Linked DNA regions of Gossypium hirsutum: region 1 is linked to region 2. Evidence: chromatin contacts called from public Hi-C data. All regions are on one chromosome and are shown on one strand. Each heading gives the region's core, a stretch centred on a gene start, on an enhancer-like site or on the middle of the called end of the contact. The rest is flanking DNA. Distances are from core to core; before and after follow the strand shown.

Region 1 (3,900 bases), core at 469-2,968, 130 kb after region 2:
GCTGGTTGGCTGATATTGGATGTTGAAACGGTGCTTCTGCAGGCTCATGGGGTTTCTTTTGCTTTAATTTTGTTTGTTAATTTCTAGGTCTCATTTATTTTTATGCTGGACAACTGGTCTATTTAGTTTGTCGTTTACTTTGCTGTTTGTTGGTTACTTTTCAGTTCCATTTTCTTGAGCCTAATTAATAAATATCAGCTTATTTTTTTTGACAAAAAAAAATTAATCTTGAATTTATATAGCAATTAAAATTAAAATTTATTTCTATAAAAATCATCCATATTTTAATCGAATAACATCTAAATAAAATCACAAGAAAAAAATAGAACGAAGATTGTTAAGTTAAATATTTTTCAAAAAGAGTAGAACATTGAAAAATAATGATTCTTTAAAGAAAAGAAAATTCCCAGTCGTATTCAAATAATATCTCACCAAAAAAGAATAAAATTTATATTAATTGATGATTAAGATAACAAAACTAATATGATTTCAATGGCTATATCTTTTATTTTCTCATCCATCATTGTTAAACATGTTTTGATTAATTTATATATAATACTATTTTTTCCCAATTTTACTCTTATTAATTTTTTTGGTATAGTTTTAGAAAGAAATTATATTATTATTATGTTGACTCGAAGGTATGTTTGAAAAATAGAAAAGTTTGAATAAAAATACAATGCCTAAGAAATGGGATTGAATAAAATTTAAAATCCATTTCATATATGGGTAGGATCTTTGGTAAGAGTTTTTGGGTCGAGCTCAACTTGAACTCAATAACAATTAAACTCATTATCTAAAACCTAAAAATAGATTATCCAACTAAATAATCTAACTCAAAATATAAAATTTTAAAAATCATATTTAATACAATATAACATTTATTATATTTATGTTAGTGTTTTTTAATATAAATATTTTTAACGTGTTAGAAAATTCTTATTTTAATATTTTCTTAATGCATTTAATATATTATATTATTTTAAAAATAAAAACTAATATAAAAAATCAAATATGAGTGGGTTAGACCAAATTTGAATTTATCTTTCTTAATCTAGTTGAGATTGGGTAAAAAAATAAGTTTATTTTTTGAATAGGGTCAAACTTAAACTTAAAAAATTAATTTAGATATATTATATCATCCTAACTCAAACTTAATCCAACCCAACTCATGATTTTTAGATGAATTAAATGTAGTAGGCGGATGTGATCATTGGTTACATGTGGATAACATGTAGAAGGAATTATAGTGATGGGTTGATTACCCTATTATGTTAAGTTGATGGTATATTTTTATGTCAAGGAGCTATTCGTAGTTCAATATGAAATTGAAAATTACTTTGATTAACAAGTTCAAGCTATTTTTATTCTTAGCTGGTTTCTTTGCTCATGTTTTTATTCTCCCTTATTTATGCTATCCTGGAATTTCCAACATATTTTTAAAATTTATTTTTACATAAAAATAATCTAAAAAACTAAATACATACAGGCTAAGTTAAACTCGAATTTAGTATTTTTAATTTAGAATAATTTTAGATAAAATTTTAAACTCATTTTTTAGACCGAATGAGGAAGTCAACAATCACAAAAATACTAATAATAATGAGATCTTAATGGAAGCAAATTAATAAAGCAGATTTCAAAGAGAAATTAATGTTGTTACACGTATGTTGGTTGAAATGATGAAAGTTCTTCTTATGATTCGATAGTGTTCCAAAAATCCCTAAAAACAATCGTGGAGCATCTACGGTTGGATCGTCGGTTTTTGGTTTATTTTATGTTAGCTCCACCAAAAAGAACGAAGGCAATGAAGTTAAAGCAAGAAAATAATACCCACTGCCTGGAAACTTCGTTGATTAGAAACTACAAGATTTGGGCCGCTCTTGAGCCCTCTAAAGTCTTGGTCTTACCCTTTTCTATTGTTTTATTCACTCAAATGAAGATAAACTAACAACAAAACCTTTCACTTCTCTGTCGAACTAAGCCTTCTGCAAAGCTAACCAAGAAAAGGAGCCTTCTATGTTGTTTTGAAACCTTAGCCGTGAGCTTTCATCGCCATCAAATCGTCGTCAAGGGTTGTCTCCAACTGTCAACCCATTTTAAGTCGCCCCTTTATTTCTCCTTTTTCAAAATCTTCGATTCGATTTGATTTTGGATTCAAGGCCCTTTCTAGTAAGTTCTTTTTCTCCAGTTCGTTTTTGTCAGGTCACCAACTTTCGACGATATTACTCAACGAACAAAACTAGAAGCTGATCATGTTAATGTCTTGATCGGATTACCAACTTCCTTCGGTAAGAGCTTGCTTAATTGGATATGATCTAATATATTTATTAAACCAGTAAAAATCTTGAACGAATTAAAATGTGTACTTAAATGGCATGATTTTGCTTTTATATGACTCTTTCATATTAAGCCCATGCCCGGGCTCAGCCCAAAAATAGCTTAAAATTTTGTATCGGCCCAGTCTGAATCCGACCCAACTGAGCTCAAAATCGAATAATTTTAATAAAAAGTCGTATCATTTTTTTGTCGGGACCCGCCCTCATATCCCTTCAACCCTAAACTTAAGAGTCCAATATCTGCTCCCTGCCTCTGCATCTGTATCACTCTGCTATTTTTTATTTTCAGCTTTCGATCCTACTGCTCCTTACTTATTTCTTCGTATCATCTCATTTTTTCTCTCTCTGTTGACTTTGGTGAGAAGCAGAAATTTGTTTTAAAGCTATCCTTTCAGCGGAAATAGATAACTTTATCGCCGCTATTTTCCGTTACACCGCCTTTTGAGATATTTTTAGCGGCGGACGGTGCCGATATCGCAAAATAGCGACCCGCGGCATCGATATTTGAGACACTGCCAATACGATGGCAGTTAAAAAGCGGAAAGAGAGAGCCGTTGGCGGTGAATCCGGAAACAGCAAGAAGTTCAAAAAGTATTCCAACTCCAAAGGACCGATGAAGAAAAACAAGAACGATAAGCGAAAGAAGGGGAAAGGTCCTCGCTTGCCTTCTGCGCTACGAACGGAGCTTGATCGCCTGGACCCTAAAATAGCTTCCGATAGTGATGACGGTATCGATTTAGATGTTGGAAACGATGTTTATGAGTATGAGGAAGAAGTTCCACAAGAAGAGTCCCGGAAGAACCGCCGTTTCGATCCTGTCGAGAACTATGAGTATGAGCTACCTGAGGATTTTGAGGTTCGTTTCTCTATTGTTAGCTCGTTGAAGTGCATAAGTGAATTTTATTTCAGTATAATTTTATTTTGGTATGGAATTTGGATAGCCTAAGTCATATAACCCCTACTAGGGAATTCTATACTTTCCAAAGTAAGATCCAATTCCTATACTTCGCAATTAGGCACATATTATCAACTACGATCTGCAGTGCTTCTGAGCTTTTGTGTTGTAGGAAATCTTCTTAGATTGCATACTAACCTATTGTTCCTATTTTTATTTGTTATATGTTTATCAGTGTTTTCTTTTTCTCATGTAGGATGAGAATGTACCATCAGATGACGACGACGATGATGGTGACTTTGGTGTTGGTGGGAACAAGGGTAGTCTAAATGATGATGTTGATGCGAGTGATGGGGATGAAGAGGAAGATGATGAAAGGCACTTGAGGATGTTGCAAGGGGTCACTGGAATGTCAACTGATGCCTTTGGAGGTAAGAATTTGTCGAATTTGTATGGTTTGATAAGTATGGATTTTACTGATCAACCAAGTCAATGACCTATATAAGTTTTAGATGGTCATTGACTTTAATTGGCAGATTTTAAATCTCATTCAGGTTATCAATTAATTATACTATATTTTATTGTCAATTAAAAGTTGCTACTGGTTTGATATTTGAGAGATGTAATGAATGTCCTCGGAACATGTTTGCTATCTGACGGTGGACG
Region 2 (3,654 bases), core at 6-2,505:
ATTATATCAAGTATAACTCACATGGGCAAAATTAGTATATGGAAGGATTGTATTAATTGTGCTTTCTGCAGTTACACAAGCAGCAGATATAATGCTTCACTGCCAGTACAAAGCAACATGATGATTGGTGGTAAAGCTAGACACTAAGATCAATCTCAAACAAAATATAACCCCAGAGATTATTAGCACACAAGTATCGCCAATAACTATACTCTCTCCAGTTCAGTAGTGTGTTGGTCCAGTTGGTCACTCAAATCCTTCCTCCATCCCTGGATCAGTCTCTCCTGATTCTTCATCATCTCCGTCTTCGTTTTCAACTCTTCTTCCATTGTTGCAATCTCCTGTTACAACGTCAAATTAGGGTTCTTTGCGGAGGATTCATCAATAAATCACGCACATCAATCATCTATAGTAGTAGAAGTTTAATGGGTTTACTTTTCTGAGCATTCCAGCCTTGGTTGGATGATCCTCGCGTTGCAAGCCAAGGAAATATAGCTGAAGCTTCTTGGCAGCTTCCATGAAATCTCTAGCATGTCTCTCCACATCAACTACAGCAATTACAAATGTAAACACCCTTTAAAAGAAAAAAGAAAAAGGAGGAACCAAGCATCGGAAATGGGATACTCTAGAACACTGAAAACTTCAATTTAGGGCATCTATTTATATATTTCATTAATTGATGCAGTATCTGTTTGACTAGGAACAAATATCGAAAGTAAATGGGGGGGGGGAATGAAAAAGAGAAGGCAACTGACTCTGATGAGAAGGGTGCGGAGAACGGTCGATAGCTTGAAGCTCTCTGGCTGGCAAGCAGGGGAGCAAAGCCGTCTCTAACGCCACCACCCAGGAAATCATGTCATCTCTTGATGAACCCTGGGGCGATTGAATCTGTGGATCGGGTTGAAGCTCTTGCCTTTCACTCATTATTCTTCACCCAAACAAACACACGTTTAATTTCACTCTTAACAATGTCTAGGGTTTAACGTTCCCCCTCCATCCCCCCCTTTCTTCTGTACGACCAAATAAAGGGTTACAAAACTTCAATTTCTTTCAGTTTTTCTCCCGACTGGAATCTGCATTTCTCAATGGGCTTTCTTTTTCGGCCCCGTTTCCGTAAAGGTTGATCCACATGATTTATGCTCAACCTTAAACGACCACGTACGACCAGCAGTTTTTTTCAAATATTTTTTAAGTGAAAATTGATTACAGAAGAAAAAGGGCTGCCCGCGCCATTATTAGCAGGAAAGCTGCAGAATGTAGTGAGTAGTTCTACTATGGGCTCCTAAATAAAAAAGTCTCTAGATATTTTGGTTGTGGGTTAAACAAAATGGTTAAGGGTTTAGTTTTAAGAATTTTGGTAAAATGTTAGATATTTTGATTAATTCATATAAATGTTGGTAAGTCCATAGAAATATTGATAAAATTTCTAGATATTTTGGTAATCCTAAGAAATATTGATAAATTCATATAAATTTTGCTAAAATCATTAGAAATTTTGGTGAAGTTAAGAATTTTATTAATTGTTAAGAATTGGTATAGGGTTAGAAATTTTGGAAATATTGGTAATATCTTATAAATTTTGGTAAAGTCTCATAAATATTGATAAATCGATAGAAATTTTGGTAAATCGTTAGATATTTTAGTAAATAATTAGATACATTGGTAAATCTTTGGAAATATTGGAAAATCGTTAGATATTTTACTAAATTCTTAAAAATTTTGATAAACCGTTAGATACATTAATAAATCATTAAATATATTAATAAGTCCTTAGATATTTTGGTAAAGTCATAGAAATTTTAGTAGTTTTTAAGACTTGGTATAAGGTTTAGAAAATTTGGAAATATTTGTAAAAACTTGGAAATTTTGGTAAAGTCTCATAAATAATGGTAAATTGATAGAAATTTTAGTAAAACATTAGAAATTTTGATAAATCATTTGATATTTCGGTAAACATTAGAAATTTTGGTAAATTGTTAGATATCTTGATAAATCTTTAGAAATTTTGGTAAATTGTTAGATATTTTTATAAATCCTTTAAAATATTGGTAAACCGTTAGATATATATTGTTAAATCATTAGATATTTTGGTAAACCGATAGATTTACTCGAAAATTGATAGATATTTTGATAAATCCTTAGAAATGTTAGCAAGTCATTAGATATATTGGTAAATCATTAGAAATTTTGGTAAATCATTGAATATTTTGGTAAAGTCATAGAAATTTTGGTAATTGTTAAGACTTGGCATAGGGTTTAGAAATTTTGAAAATATTGGTAAAATCTTATAAATATTAGTAAAATGATAGAAATTTTGGTAACTCATCAGACATTTTGGTAAATCTTTAAAATTTTTGGTAAATTGTTAGATATATTGGTAAGACAATAGAAATTTTGGTAATTGTCAAGACTTGGTATGGGAAATGGGGTTTAGAAAATTTAAAAATATTGGTAATCATAGAAATTTTGGTAAAGTCTCATAAATATTAGTAAATGATAACATGTTAAATTTGCATGATTTTTTGTGTTTAATTGGTTAATTCTTGAATTGATTCCTCTTGAATTAGTGGTTTTATGTTTTAATCTTGTCAAAGATGCAATTGGGATGCTGTGAGTTAAAAATGAGCAGAAAAGGACCAATTCACAACACAATCAATAAAGTGGGGCTGAATAAAAAATGTGAAAATAGCCAAGGACTCATAAGATTTCTTTTGACTTTGTAAAAACTAAAATTAGAAAAAAATCTAATTTTATATTTTATTAAATTTTAATTATGTGTTAGGTGGTTAAGCCAAATTTAGTAAGTGATATAGAGCTTTAAGGTAGCTTGGAAGATACACTTGACATTTGATTTCATTTTGGAATTAAAAAAGAATTATTCCTTTCTTTCCAATTTCATGTGTTTACAATTCCATTTCATTTTCCTTGTTTTTGCAAAAATCTGTTTAATTGTTTCCCAAGTCCTTTCCCTTCCAAATTTCTACCATTTTCATTCAAATCCACTCCATAACCAGCCAAGGCATGAATAATTTCATGCTTCACTAAATACCAACCTAGCTTTAGGCTGATATTCTTTCCGATCAAGAATCGTGAGATACATATCCGTACTAAAAATCCTCCCAATCGGTAATCACATTTTTCTTAAGTATCGGGATTTGACAACTCTTCCCTTAAAGTTAACTTGAGTTAAAGTTAACTTGACTTCAAGTCAAAAAGTGCATGTTGGGTTGGAGTCGTGTTTGTGGATAGTTGGCGAAACGAGTCTAGGGCTAAGATTTATAATCACTGTTTACAAAATCCAAATTTATTTCCCAATTTAATTGATCAAACAAATCGGTGATACGTGGAAAAGGGTATTTACTTTTTATCGTGACTTTGTTCAACTGTCTGTAGTCTATACACAATCTCAAAGAGTCGTCTTTCTTTTTCATAAACAATACATGGGTACCCTAGTGAGACATGCTTGGTCGAATAAACCCTCGATCTAATAACTCTTGCAACTATGCTTTCAATTCTTTTAGTTCAGCTGGTGCCATACGATACGGTGATATCGATATCGGTGCAATTCCAGGAATCAAATCAATCACAAACTCAACTTCACGATTAGGAGGTAAGCCCGACAACTCTTTAGGAAATACATCAACGAACTCACTA

The links. Hi-C and Micro-C count contacts between places; a contact is called where the count stands out from the background.
Region 1: a Hi-C map of leaf shows a contact between it and region 2, with 2.6 times the contacts expected there. The contact joins the promoter of LOC107931227 here to the promoter of LOC107925676 in region 2. A contact is called at or near these places in 10 of 34 Hi-C or Micro-C datasets (callus, hypocotyl, leaf and 1 more).

What each region holds. Positions count from the first base shown.
Region 1 is chrA12:85,738,479-85,742,378 of Gossypium_hirsutum_v2.1, forward strand. LOC107931227 (U3 small nucleolar RNA-associated protein 14) reads left to right here and starts at 1,719. Exons shown (of 12, transcript XM_016863042.2): 1 at 1,719-2,291; 2 at 2,708-3,195; 3 at 3,491-3,665. The coding sequence starts at 2,863.
Region 2 is chrA12:85,610,001-85,613,654 of Gossypium_hirsutum_v2.1, forward strand. It overlaps LOC107925676 (mediator of RNA polymerase II transcription subunit 28), which reads right to left and starts at 1,256. Exons shown (of 3, transcript XM_016856388.2): 1 at 756-1,256; 2 at 436-548; 3 at 32-341. The coding sequence starts at 924. The coding sequence ends at 207.